2 separate regions of the Anas platyrhynchos genome follow, and region 2 is linked to region 1. Evidence: chromatin contacts called from public Hi-C data. All regions are on one chromosome and are shown on one strand. Each heading gives the region's core, a stretch centred on a gene start, on an enhancer-like site or on the middle of the called end of the contact. The rest is flanking DNA. Distances are from core to core; before and after follow the strand shown. Region 1 overlaps NRP1 (neuropilin 1). Region 2 holds the start of NRP1 (neuropilin 1).

Region 1 (5,225 bases), core at 1,382-3,881:
AGAACTGTTCATTATGATGGGCTCTGAAAATTAATGGAGAAAAAAGAAGGATTTAAAAACTCCTCTCCACCCAATCTTGGCAGAATTTTAGAGTTATCAGCAGGGGTTTTCCATGCCTAGGATAGAGAAATCAGTGTGATAAATTAGCATCTCATTCATTGTATTTACAATTTTGGAGCCCAATTCCATAACACTTCATCAGTGAAGGCATAGTTAATCACAAGAACAGTTTCACTGACTGCAGCGAGACCACTCGTGTTTGGGCTGCAGACTGAGCTTTTGGCTTTGGCTTCTAAAAGGAGGACACCGCAGAAGGATCAGGCAGCATGCCCTGCCTCTCCTTCCTGGTAACAGTCACTCTGGTAGCCTAGGATGAACCCCAGGAGATGGACTGAACAATAAAGAGACTGTACAGTCTTCTTATTTGGCAATGAAATTACCATGTAGTGGAAGCCTGTCATGTTATCCCCAAACGGCTGTTAGCCACAAAGGGTGAGGAACACCCTCTATTATTGTTCTCAGTTGTGCTGCCAACTCAGATGGCGTAAGTTTATATTTCTGATGCCGAAGCTTCTCAGTTCTATTTCCTCTCCTATGTGAAAGTCATTGCTTAATCTCCATCATGAAGGACAGGATTCAGTTTCTTGTGTTTATCTGTGGGTGCTGCTGCCAAATTACATGCAGTATGCGATGCAGATATGATCAGCAGTGACTGGAATAGCTCAAGACTGGCCAGAAATAAAACCTCTGAAATAGTGGCTCAAGAACAGCTTGGCTCAGATGTGGAACAGGCCATGATCTAACATTACTCAGTGATATATGTCTGGGAGCTGGTGACTGTAGCAAACGAGGCACAGCAACCTCAGTGCTGCAGAACAGCACAGGACAGGTCAGGGGCCATTGCACCATGCTTGCACATCCAATGTGGGTTTGATAAAAAAAACTAGGATAGTCTTCAAGTGGTAAATGATCTAAAAAGGGTGAAGAAATTAAATTGGAATTTTGAGCATTACTTAAGGCAGGTAAGAGCGTTAGGAAAAGCAGAATAATTTTAAGAGTACATCAATAAAAACACAGGGAGAAATGTGAGGATGTGAACATGCTGTGACCCATCAGTAGGGTGCCAGTTCTGAACCAACAGATTGCATCACTGCAGTACAAAGGTCAGCCTATGACTTAAGCTATGGACCAGATCAGGGTGTTGTCAGTGCAAAGTTTCTGATATAGGCAGTAATTATGTGTCCCTTTCTCACAGAAAAAGCAAACAGACAAATAAACAAAGAAAAACAACCAAAGCAAACAAACAAAAAAACAAACAGCTACCTAAGTAAATCATATTTTGGATGAGATATCAATACATTCTTCCTATTTGTACTTACTTCTGCAATCCTCTTGTGCTACGTGATTGTCAATATTAATATCGTCCACAGCAATTCCTCCATTTCCTTTTCCAATTTCTCCCTCTATAACCACCTAGCAAAACAAGATAATTTTCACATTGTTTTCATGTTAACACACAATTGAAGCATTCAAGAAATTTTAATTAGCTGTTAACACGTCTCCAGTTGTCACGATGCCATGTTACATATACTTTGACTGTGGCCTGTCAGTCAGCACTGTGTCTTTCTGAACATACACATGCAAATGTGAACGTATATAATGCCATAACTTCACTGAAGTCTTCTATATCAGCAGCAAAACTGTGGCAAGGATGCAGTTTTGTGACAGATGAGAAATGATTTCTAATGTATTTATTTGGCCTTCTATAACAAATTGCTTGTATCACTGTCATCTGAGATGCCATGAAATATGCCACTATTATTACTGTCACAGCAGCAGCACCTCATCTGTAGGTATAAACCTGTCTACATAAATCCTCCAGTGACATTTTCTGCTAAGGCGTATGAAACATGACCAGCAAGGTCTTATTGGCATCATCTCTGTCAGTGTAGCGAACAGCAGCCACACTCACCTGGTAGTGTTTCACAGACTTGTGCAGAAGAACACGTCCCTCCTTCCAGCAGTTTGCCTGGTGCCCGCTCAGGGTCCAGAGCACCTGGTCATATTCGTCTGGCTTTTGGTACCGCAGCTTGATCTTCAGGGTGCCGACATGCGGGCCGCTCATGTGGTACCAGAAAGTCATGCAGTGGGCAGAGTTCTGCGAGTAAATCACGGGGCTCAGCAGCCGGGCAACTTTGCCTTTCTGGCTTTCGTCAGCTTGTGAGTAAATGAAGTTGCCATCTCCTGCTGTGACAGAAGGACTGTGTTAGGAATAGTGACCAAATGTCATTTTCTTTGTTTACCTAATAAACCCCAGTCACAGCCACCCGTGCTCATGTTGCCTCCTGCCAAGTCTCACAGCTGAGGGCGGTGCTCTGAGAGCTCTGGGGAAGCACACGTGCTCCAAGGAGAGTTTATTTCTGCTGGCCATTGTCTCCTGTGCTCGCCAGGATGGCCTGTGCCAAGAATTGCTCAGGAAAGGATGCAAGAGCATGTTCAAGTGTGACAACGTATGCTGCAGTAGTCAGTGGGCACCTCTTAAGGAGAGCCAGTCCTCATGCAGCAGGCTTGGCAGAAATCCCCTGGGCGTGCTCCACACTGATTGTGCAAAGAGCTATTTTAATCTCTGTTTAGTCTGTGTTTGAGAAAGCAAGGTTAGAATGGAGCACTGGAGAATAAGATAGCTGTGAGCAGCTATGGTCTGAGATCAGGAACTGAAATCTAAACGGTGTTCCTAAATCGAGTTATACTATTGTCACAAATGGTGCCAGAGATATTCCCTTGGATTTTGGCAGTAATAAATTGGGCTCACATATTTTTGTGAGCCATTTTCCAGAAGATTAAGATTATGTTTGGTATTTTCTGAAGAGCAGAATGGATCTATGCATGTTGAAATCTGAACACTGAATCCCCTTAACTTTGAAAATCATTTGCTTAATCACACCGGGAGGGAAGCAGGGGGGAATGTGATTTGGTAACAAGATGCTAAGTGAGATACTGACTACAGTGAAGCGCTTGTGATTTGCACTAGCAAAGCAGTCATTTCAGTCAGCTCTTGAACAGCCTATTTGCAGAGGATTAGGGTAGAAAAATACAAAGTTCACCTGTTGTGGGTGAGGAAATTGCATACATGATATAGTCACATAACAGGATGGAAACAGCATTTACTGGCATATTTATTTGCCTATATGTTCTTTCCAACTTTGCTTCTGTGTAGAGAGCAGCACAACATGTGTGCAAATCTCATCAAAGAATGGTGATAGGGAAATCCAAAGGGAGGAAAAAAGAAAAATAATCTCAGATGACCCAACTGGCCAAAATTAATCATAATGTACATTTTGAAGTGGTGTATAGAATATCCTGCTGTCATAAAGCAATTGCTGTTGAAGATCACTTCTGTGGAGTTTCTTCAGCTTTATGCAAGTAAAGCTGAGAGCAAGATATACCTGGGGATTGCTCATTGCTGTTCTGCCAACGTGCAAGGTGGCTTTGCTGAAGTATGGCACTGCCATCCCAACCACGCCACACTGAGGGGTGTGGTTGGGATGGCAGTGCCATACAGGCTGCTTGTGGTCTGTGTTTGCACCCACTCCACCCAGATGGCAAATCTGCCAGGTGAAGGTGCCCTTGGAGTTGAAGGAAAATTCTGGACAATATTGAAAGTGAGTGTAGCAAGCAGCAAAAGGAGCTGCCTGGAAGACTTATTGAAGTTACAGTTAATGGAATGGATAAGCCTTCTGCACAAGCAGGGCCCAGCAGAAACAACAAAATCTCATTTGAAAAAATATCATTTTTTCATCTCTTGATTGAAGACAGGTTCAGTCTCTCTATAATCCTTGGTGGCAAAGTGCAGATAGCTCTCATTTCCAGAATATTATTGCAGTGCTGGGTCAGGAACTCTGTCTTCATTGTCTTAATTAGAGCTTTACTTATGCATGCCTTTTAGATTTTGTCAGTCTCTGGCTAACGTAGCTTTTAACCTCCTTTCAATGTCAGATCCTACTGAGCCATTTCACTTTACTTTACATCAATTTTTCCACCATTACAGCCTTCACTTCAGCTAACTGCATTTAGTTAATTTGATGCCATTTATTTGTACAATGCCATTTATAGTCAAAGTATTATAAGTTTCTTTTTTTTTTTTTTCTTTCTCTGAAACTACTGTACTTGTCTTAAGATTCAATTGAAAATGTCTCAGAATTTAAAAAGTCCAATTTTGTCTAATTTCCTTGTCATTCTCATTAGGCAAAGGGGTTGCAGAAGTGGGAAGGGGGGGTTCATCTCTAACACATTTGATTAATCTTCATGTATGCAAGGGAGAACACTGAAGTGAGAGGCTGTGCAGGTCACACACTACCTCCCCTTCTCCACTAGCCAGCAGCATATTTATTGCCTAATTATGCAAAGCCATGAGTTAGATACTACAAAACCAACCAATCGATTTCCCAGGGTAATAATTCTGGAAAAACTCTGTGTGAGCAAAGGGATCACTGTAATCTTCACCAACTCTTGTTGGAGAGGAAGAGGACATGGAAACAAGTCCATCGGGGAAGTTTTACTTGCAACACCTTTCTGTAGCAGACAGTAACTATAAACAGGAATAGTTCATGAGGTTTGTTCAGGATGGTATCATTTCTTAAGTTATATTTGCAGAATATTTGGCTATTCTTTTTATTTATTTATTTATTTATTTATTTTCCCTATCCTGGATGGCAGTTATCCAAAGTCTAGTCAGAAGGAGGGAATATCTTCAATTCCTGACCATAAATGATCTTTATTCCCCAACAGAAGGGACAATTATGGTCAGTTGTGTCTACATATAATGGATCAGTTTGCCCAGACTTATCTTTCCCACGATACATATTTTAGGTATAACTCATGCTCCTGCGGTTTTGGAAGGCATCTTGGTATAAAACAGAACAACTTCTTCCCATGTAAAATGCCTAAATCATGAACTCATGATTACCTGTGTGGTCTTGAATTGGACCAGTTTTGCTGGTCAGAATTGCCCACTTCAAATCCACCTGGTTGTCATGTTCCCAGTGGCACAAAGTCTTGTGAGATCCCCAGCCAAACCCACAGTTGAAGTTGTATATTGGCAACTCTGCAGGAAAAGAGAGAAAAGAAGGAAGGAAGTATGATTATTAATTGCATTATTCAGATTTTTCATTTCAATACCAAATGTATTTATTTGATATTTAAGGGAGTCGTTCCCACTTGAGAGT
Region 2 (5,231 bases), core at 1,490-3,989, 110 kb after region 1:
TTTCACTTCATTACTACTATGGTTTTCTATATTCAAATCTTTGGGGAGGAAAAACTTTCCCCACACACTAATTGTTTACTTTTGAGTAATAAATATGATGGTAAGTTACAGACAGGAAGACTGCATTAATAAGTGAGCCTATACATCACTACATCCCCAAAATGGTACATAGGGACTGCAATGCTATATCTAATACCCTCCCTGTGAAAGCAAAATGGCACTTTGCTCTCAGCATGAATTTATAAATGTAAGGGATTTTATTGTAGGAAAACCAGGTCAAATGGAAATGAATGAAGAAGTATACATCAAAAATGCATAAAGCTACACACTGTATAGATATTATTTGCTGTAAATTAAGAGGGAAGGCGATGATCCATACTCAGCTGTGTGGTCCACAATCAGATATCGCTAAGCATGTTGCTGGGAATGGCTATCTTATTTATTTCTGCTTTGCCTTTAAAAAACAGACTGTTTTCCTGTAACCAGAACAAAAGGCGCTGCAGCTCAAAGCTCAAAAGCTGTCACTGGTGATCTTGCTAATCCGCTGTCTGGGGCTCTCAGGGAATCTTGCCTTTTCCTCCCTGTGTAAGCACACTCGGAAAGTGATCCTGTCTCATTAAGCCCACTCCAGCCCTGCAAACAACATGGCAGAGTCTGGCATCTGTTAAATGCCTGAAATAAAGCAGTGCTGCTTCTAGTCACTTGACAGAGTCACTTCAGAGGACACTAAGGTGGACTTGCTACCACCAGCGCTCCTTAATCTGCGACTTCTGGGAAAGTGACAGTGTAATAAGATAATGCGGTCTGCTAGACTCCCTGGCTCTGTGCAATCTCTCTCACACTTGATTAAGAAGAGCAGTTTCTAATGACTTTGGACCATTAGCTCTAAATAAGGTTAATGAATTAATTTAGCAGACACTAGTGCTGGACGTAGGTGAAGGTGGCATCAGTGGGTCTGGGAGGTTATGGAGGAGGCTGATGGCCTGGATGACACCAGCAGGGCCACCACGTTAACTGCTCATACTGGAGGCTGCTGCCCAGCACCCTGCCCCACTCCCCTTCTTCCAAAGGGAAGAAATGAACAACAGGAACGCAGGATGCCCCTCATAGGGTGCAGGGCTTGGGGCACTCCTGGATGATGTAGGACCGGGGGGTGGCTGCCCGTGCCCCCCACCTGCCTGGGGTGAGGGAAGCGCTCCCGGAGCATCCCCGTGCCCGGCTCGGCGCACGCCTCTGACGCCTTCACTCCCGTGCCACGGCGCTGGGGGAGGCTCGTCCAGATTAAATTAAGCAGCCTCCTCAAAACATATTGGGAAAGAGATTAACTTCCATCATAAAACACGCAATTTTAATACTCTCTGTTACACGACACTCCACTTGCGGTCTCTTATTAAAACAATATACCAGCCTAAGTGGAGGGTGCTCTCTTCTTTTAATTACTTTGATTGAAAACCCAGTCAGGCAAAAGTAAATATTTGATAATTAGTTAATAATAATTGCACAGGATCTGCCGGGAAAGGAAAACTCACACGAGCTGTTTCGCGTGCGAGAGCTAAACGTCAAGCAGTCCTACAATTAGACCGTCTTTAAAAATGCATCATGCAGTAGAAGATTCACGGTGCCCAGGCATTGTGCAGGCAAGGAGGAGCGCGGTGCTTTTAATTAGTTGTGTTTTCGAGGACTGCCAGATAGTAAACTAAGCTACATCAGTCATGTGTTACGGGATTTCTCTCTGAGACGAGAGTCTTGAGCCTTCACAGAGAGGCTCAGCTTCTCTCTTGGCACCGTGCAAGTTGCACGTAAACTGCAGACTTCGCAAAGGGGTAGGCGAGAGGGCTCTCCGTCTGAGGTCTGCCCGCAGGTACACAGACAGCTAGTAGCAGGCACGGTACTCTGAAATACTACGCTTTGGAGAAAAAAAAAAAGAAAGGGGGAAGAAAGAGCCTTCCTTTCTAAATGCTCATTATCTCTCAGATATCGGAGGCGAGACTTATTTAATTGCCTATGGGAGGAACCACTACGAAGGTAATTGGCCGTCCTGAGCTTGCGAGAACGGGCACCCCGCTTGATACGACGACCCCAAAGAGCGGAAAATAAAGTCGGCGGCCGTAGCCGGCCGGGGGGCACCGGGGCTCGGACCCCGCCGACTCCGACCTCGGGTACAAAGTTCCCCGCTACCGGGCGCGGGTCGGGGCCGGCCCCGGGGCCGCCGGGCCCCGTCGCCAGCCCTCGGTTCCCCAGGCTGAGACCCGAAGTCGTCCCCCCCCCGTGGCACTTACCGCTTCGCGGAGCCCCGGCGAGGGTGAAGGTGAGGGCTGCGCAGTGCAGGAAAAGTCCCCAATCCATTTTCCCTTCCGAGAGCAGGGAGAGGATGAATGATAATAACAATAAAAAAAAAAAAAAAGCCCTCCACGCACAACTCTTCCTAGGTCTTAAATCCTTCGGCCGGAGCGAGGAGCAGAAAGCACGGTCCGCAAGGGCAGTCCCCGGGGCAGAGGGAGGCTGGCTTCTCTTTCCGTGCCTCAAGTCGCCCGCATCCTGTCATTCAGCTCCGGCTCCCTCTCCCTTTCCCCACACTTGTTCCTTCTCCAGGCGCCGCTGCCCCTGCCATTCCCAGCGAGACTACAAAGCCAAATGAAAGCGAGTGGATATAAAAAAAAAAAAAAGGAAAAAAAAAAAAAAAAAAACAACAAACACACAAACAAGACAGACAAAAATCCCGGCGGCTCCTGCTTGCACCTCGGGGCGGGCTCCGGGGAGTGCTCTGCGGAGGGGAGAGAAGGAGAGGAGAGCGGCGGTGAACGGGGACGGGCGCCGGAGTTTGGCAAAGTGCGGCCCCCCCCGCCTGCCCCGCTCCCCGATGCGGCGCCGCCGCGGCTCCCCGGGGGTCGGCGGTGCCCGGCGGTGCCCGGGGGCTGGGGCTGGGGCCGGCCCCGCACTCACCTGCCCCGGTGGGGAGCGAGCGGGCGGGCGCGGCGCTGCCGCGGGGAGTCCCGGCCGGCCGGGGAAGGGGGAAGCGGCCGGGCGGCTCCTGCTCGCAGCCTGAGGAAGAGGAGCGCAACTCAGCGGCAATAAGAGAGGCCGAGGAGCCGCCGTCTCCCAAGCCCCAGTCCCCTCCCCCTCCCCGCCCTCCTTCTCCTCCTCCTCCTCCTTCTCCTTCTCCTCCTCAGCCCCCCAAGACATCGGCAGCGCGGAAGAGCAGCCGAACAAACAGGGCACAGCCCCAGCCCTGGCACCCAGCAGGGGCGGGGGCCGCGGAGGTGATCAAGGAGGGGGGGAGAGGAGCGGCCTCCCCGCCCCGACAGGTAGCGCCGAGCCGGCCGGGGGCACCCACCTGCGCCCCGTTGGCTCCTGTGTGGCTCCTCGCAGCCGTGCCGTGTCGAGCCGTGCCCCCACGCCCACATCCCTTGTCTGCACTCCCCTCCGTGGCGCCCCGTCCCTGCCTCCTTCCCCCCACCCCCTCCCCAGCCCCACGCGTGTCCCCGCCGAGCCCCCGCTGTCCCCCCGTGGGGCACCGCCATGCCCTGCCCTGCCGAGCCGCGGGGTGCTGGCGGCGCTGCTGGGGCTGAGCTGTGGGGACGCACCCCCTGGGGGAGCCTCGGGTTGTGGGCTCGCCCGGACCCACCTGCATCTCCGGGGGGGGGGGCACTTTCCCACACCCTCTGCCTCCCAACCTCCTTCCCATCCCCGTTGTCACCCAGTCTGGCTGTCACCAGTCTGTCCATCTCCCCCAGGAGCTGAGGAGTGGCCAGGGTCCCCCTGCTCCCCAGGGAGGCTATGTAGCACATCAGGGAGGGCAATCTGCCTTCTGAGCAATCCCTCCAAGCTGGCACCAGCGGATGGGCACCAGTGAGCTTCAAATCATGCTGCATTTGCCTGCTTACCGACGATGGGGCACGTCCCTCCCGTGCCCCATTGCCCTGCCTTACAGGCTGCCCCTGCACCCTGGGAGTTATTACCTAGCTGAACCTGACCGCTTCTTTTATGTGGAGCGCCTTGAGCTCCCACTGCGTGGAGGCAATTCGGTCACTGGGGTAGGGGTTAGACGAAGAGCTTGAAGGCTGAAAGCTGAAACACGGCGTTAAATGGTCCCCAAAGAAGGGTCTGCACTACGAAAATGACCTGCGGCCAGCAGTGGATGTCAGCCACTCTCATCTCCCACAGCAGAGTTTGAAAACAATTGTAACTGGTGCACAGCTGAGGAAAACTGTTAATGCTTCGACAGAAAAAGGGCCTGTTAGAGGACCTGCTCTGCAAGGAGGCTTTCTGAAGGATGCAGAGGGAAAAAAGCCGGGCTTTGCTGGGGCAGGGTCACCCCCACCAGTGCAGCCACAGCAGTAAATCTCTGTCTGCTCTGAAGATGTAACCATGTTTGAAATAATTTTCAAACATAGCTGTAAGTCTGCAGCCACACAGATTAACTACAAATGTGTTACATCTGTGTTCAGAAATCGTACACAGATTCAGCCTCCTCCATCCTTTTGTCTCCAGCCCTGAGTCTAAGCCTTCCACTCTCACTCTCCCTCGCTGCCCTTTTGAAGCCCCGACTTTAAGGTCAGCTGAAGTCTGGAGATTAAGTCTGTAGGAAATCTGTCTGCTGCTTTCATACTGCACACTCTCTCATCACTACTTTCTGAATTTTTGCCAGCCACTCCTGCTCTCCTCTGTGATTGCAGTTCTGCAATATCATGCACTAAAGCACAGTTTGATCCTGTTACATTCTCTGCACACTTCATCCTCTCCTTCCTCAACCTCCGACCTTGCTCATGGCCATGCCCATATCCATGCCCATGTCCATGTGTCCATGCCTCCAGACAGGCCGTGCTCTTTGCCTGGAAACCAGGCAGGCTGGAGATAGTCAGACTGACTTACTTCAGGCTCATTTCCCTGTCTTTAGGCAGTCTCTCGATCGTCACATACAATACCTATGCACTTCTGTGATTGATTGGGATATATACATTCTGGGCAGCACATTAAGCCCTCTTTCTGTTTTACTCTTAGTGAAGTAACCAGAATAAGGGAGAAGGTGAGAAGTAACAGTGGTCTCTGATTATTAAAACTCTCATGCTGCTGGACAGTCCTTGAGATAAATTGGTCCTGTCCAATGTGTGCACATCGTAGTCTGCATCGACTGAGTGACAATATACACTTTAAAGTACATCTGTTTTTAAATTCTGAAGTTACCTGCTGATGATAGCTAATTGGTGTATATGCAAGCGTATACATACATA

Evidence for each region. Hi-C and Micro-C count contacts between places; a contact is called where the count stands out from the background.
Region 2: a Hi-C map of skeletal muscle shows a contact between it and region 1, with 2.3 times the contacts expected there. The contact joins the promoter of NRP1 here to the enhancer-like site in region 1. A contact is called at or near these places in 3 of 8 Hi-C or Micro-C datasets (liver, skeletal muscle and subcutaneous adipose tissue).

Annotation. Positions count from the first base shown.
Region 1 is chr2:144,667,225-144,672,449 of IASCAAS_PekinDuck_T2T, forward strand. NRP1 (neuropilin 1) reads right to left here. Exons shown (of 17, transcript XM_027450533.3): 13 at 4,967-5,104; 14 at 1,973-2,244; 15 at 1,380-1,473. Among named protein-coding and RNA genes, the nearest start is that of ITGB1, 64 kb to the left of the region's middle. Within about 2 kb of position 2,632, at least 4 of the 8 cell types and tissues checked have an H3K27ac peak or open chromatin away from gene starts, as enhancers often do. A contact at or near this core is called in subcutaneous adipose tissue, where this site is marked.
Region 2 is chr2:144,775,037-144,780,267 of IASCAAS_PekinDuck_T2T, forward strand. It overlaps NRP1 (neuropilin 1), which reads right to left and starts at 2,740. Exons shown (of 17, transcript XM_027450533.3): 1 at 2,280-2,740. The coding sequence starts at 2,346.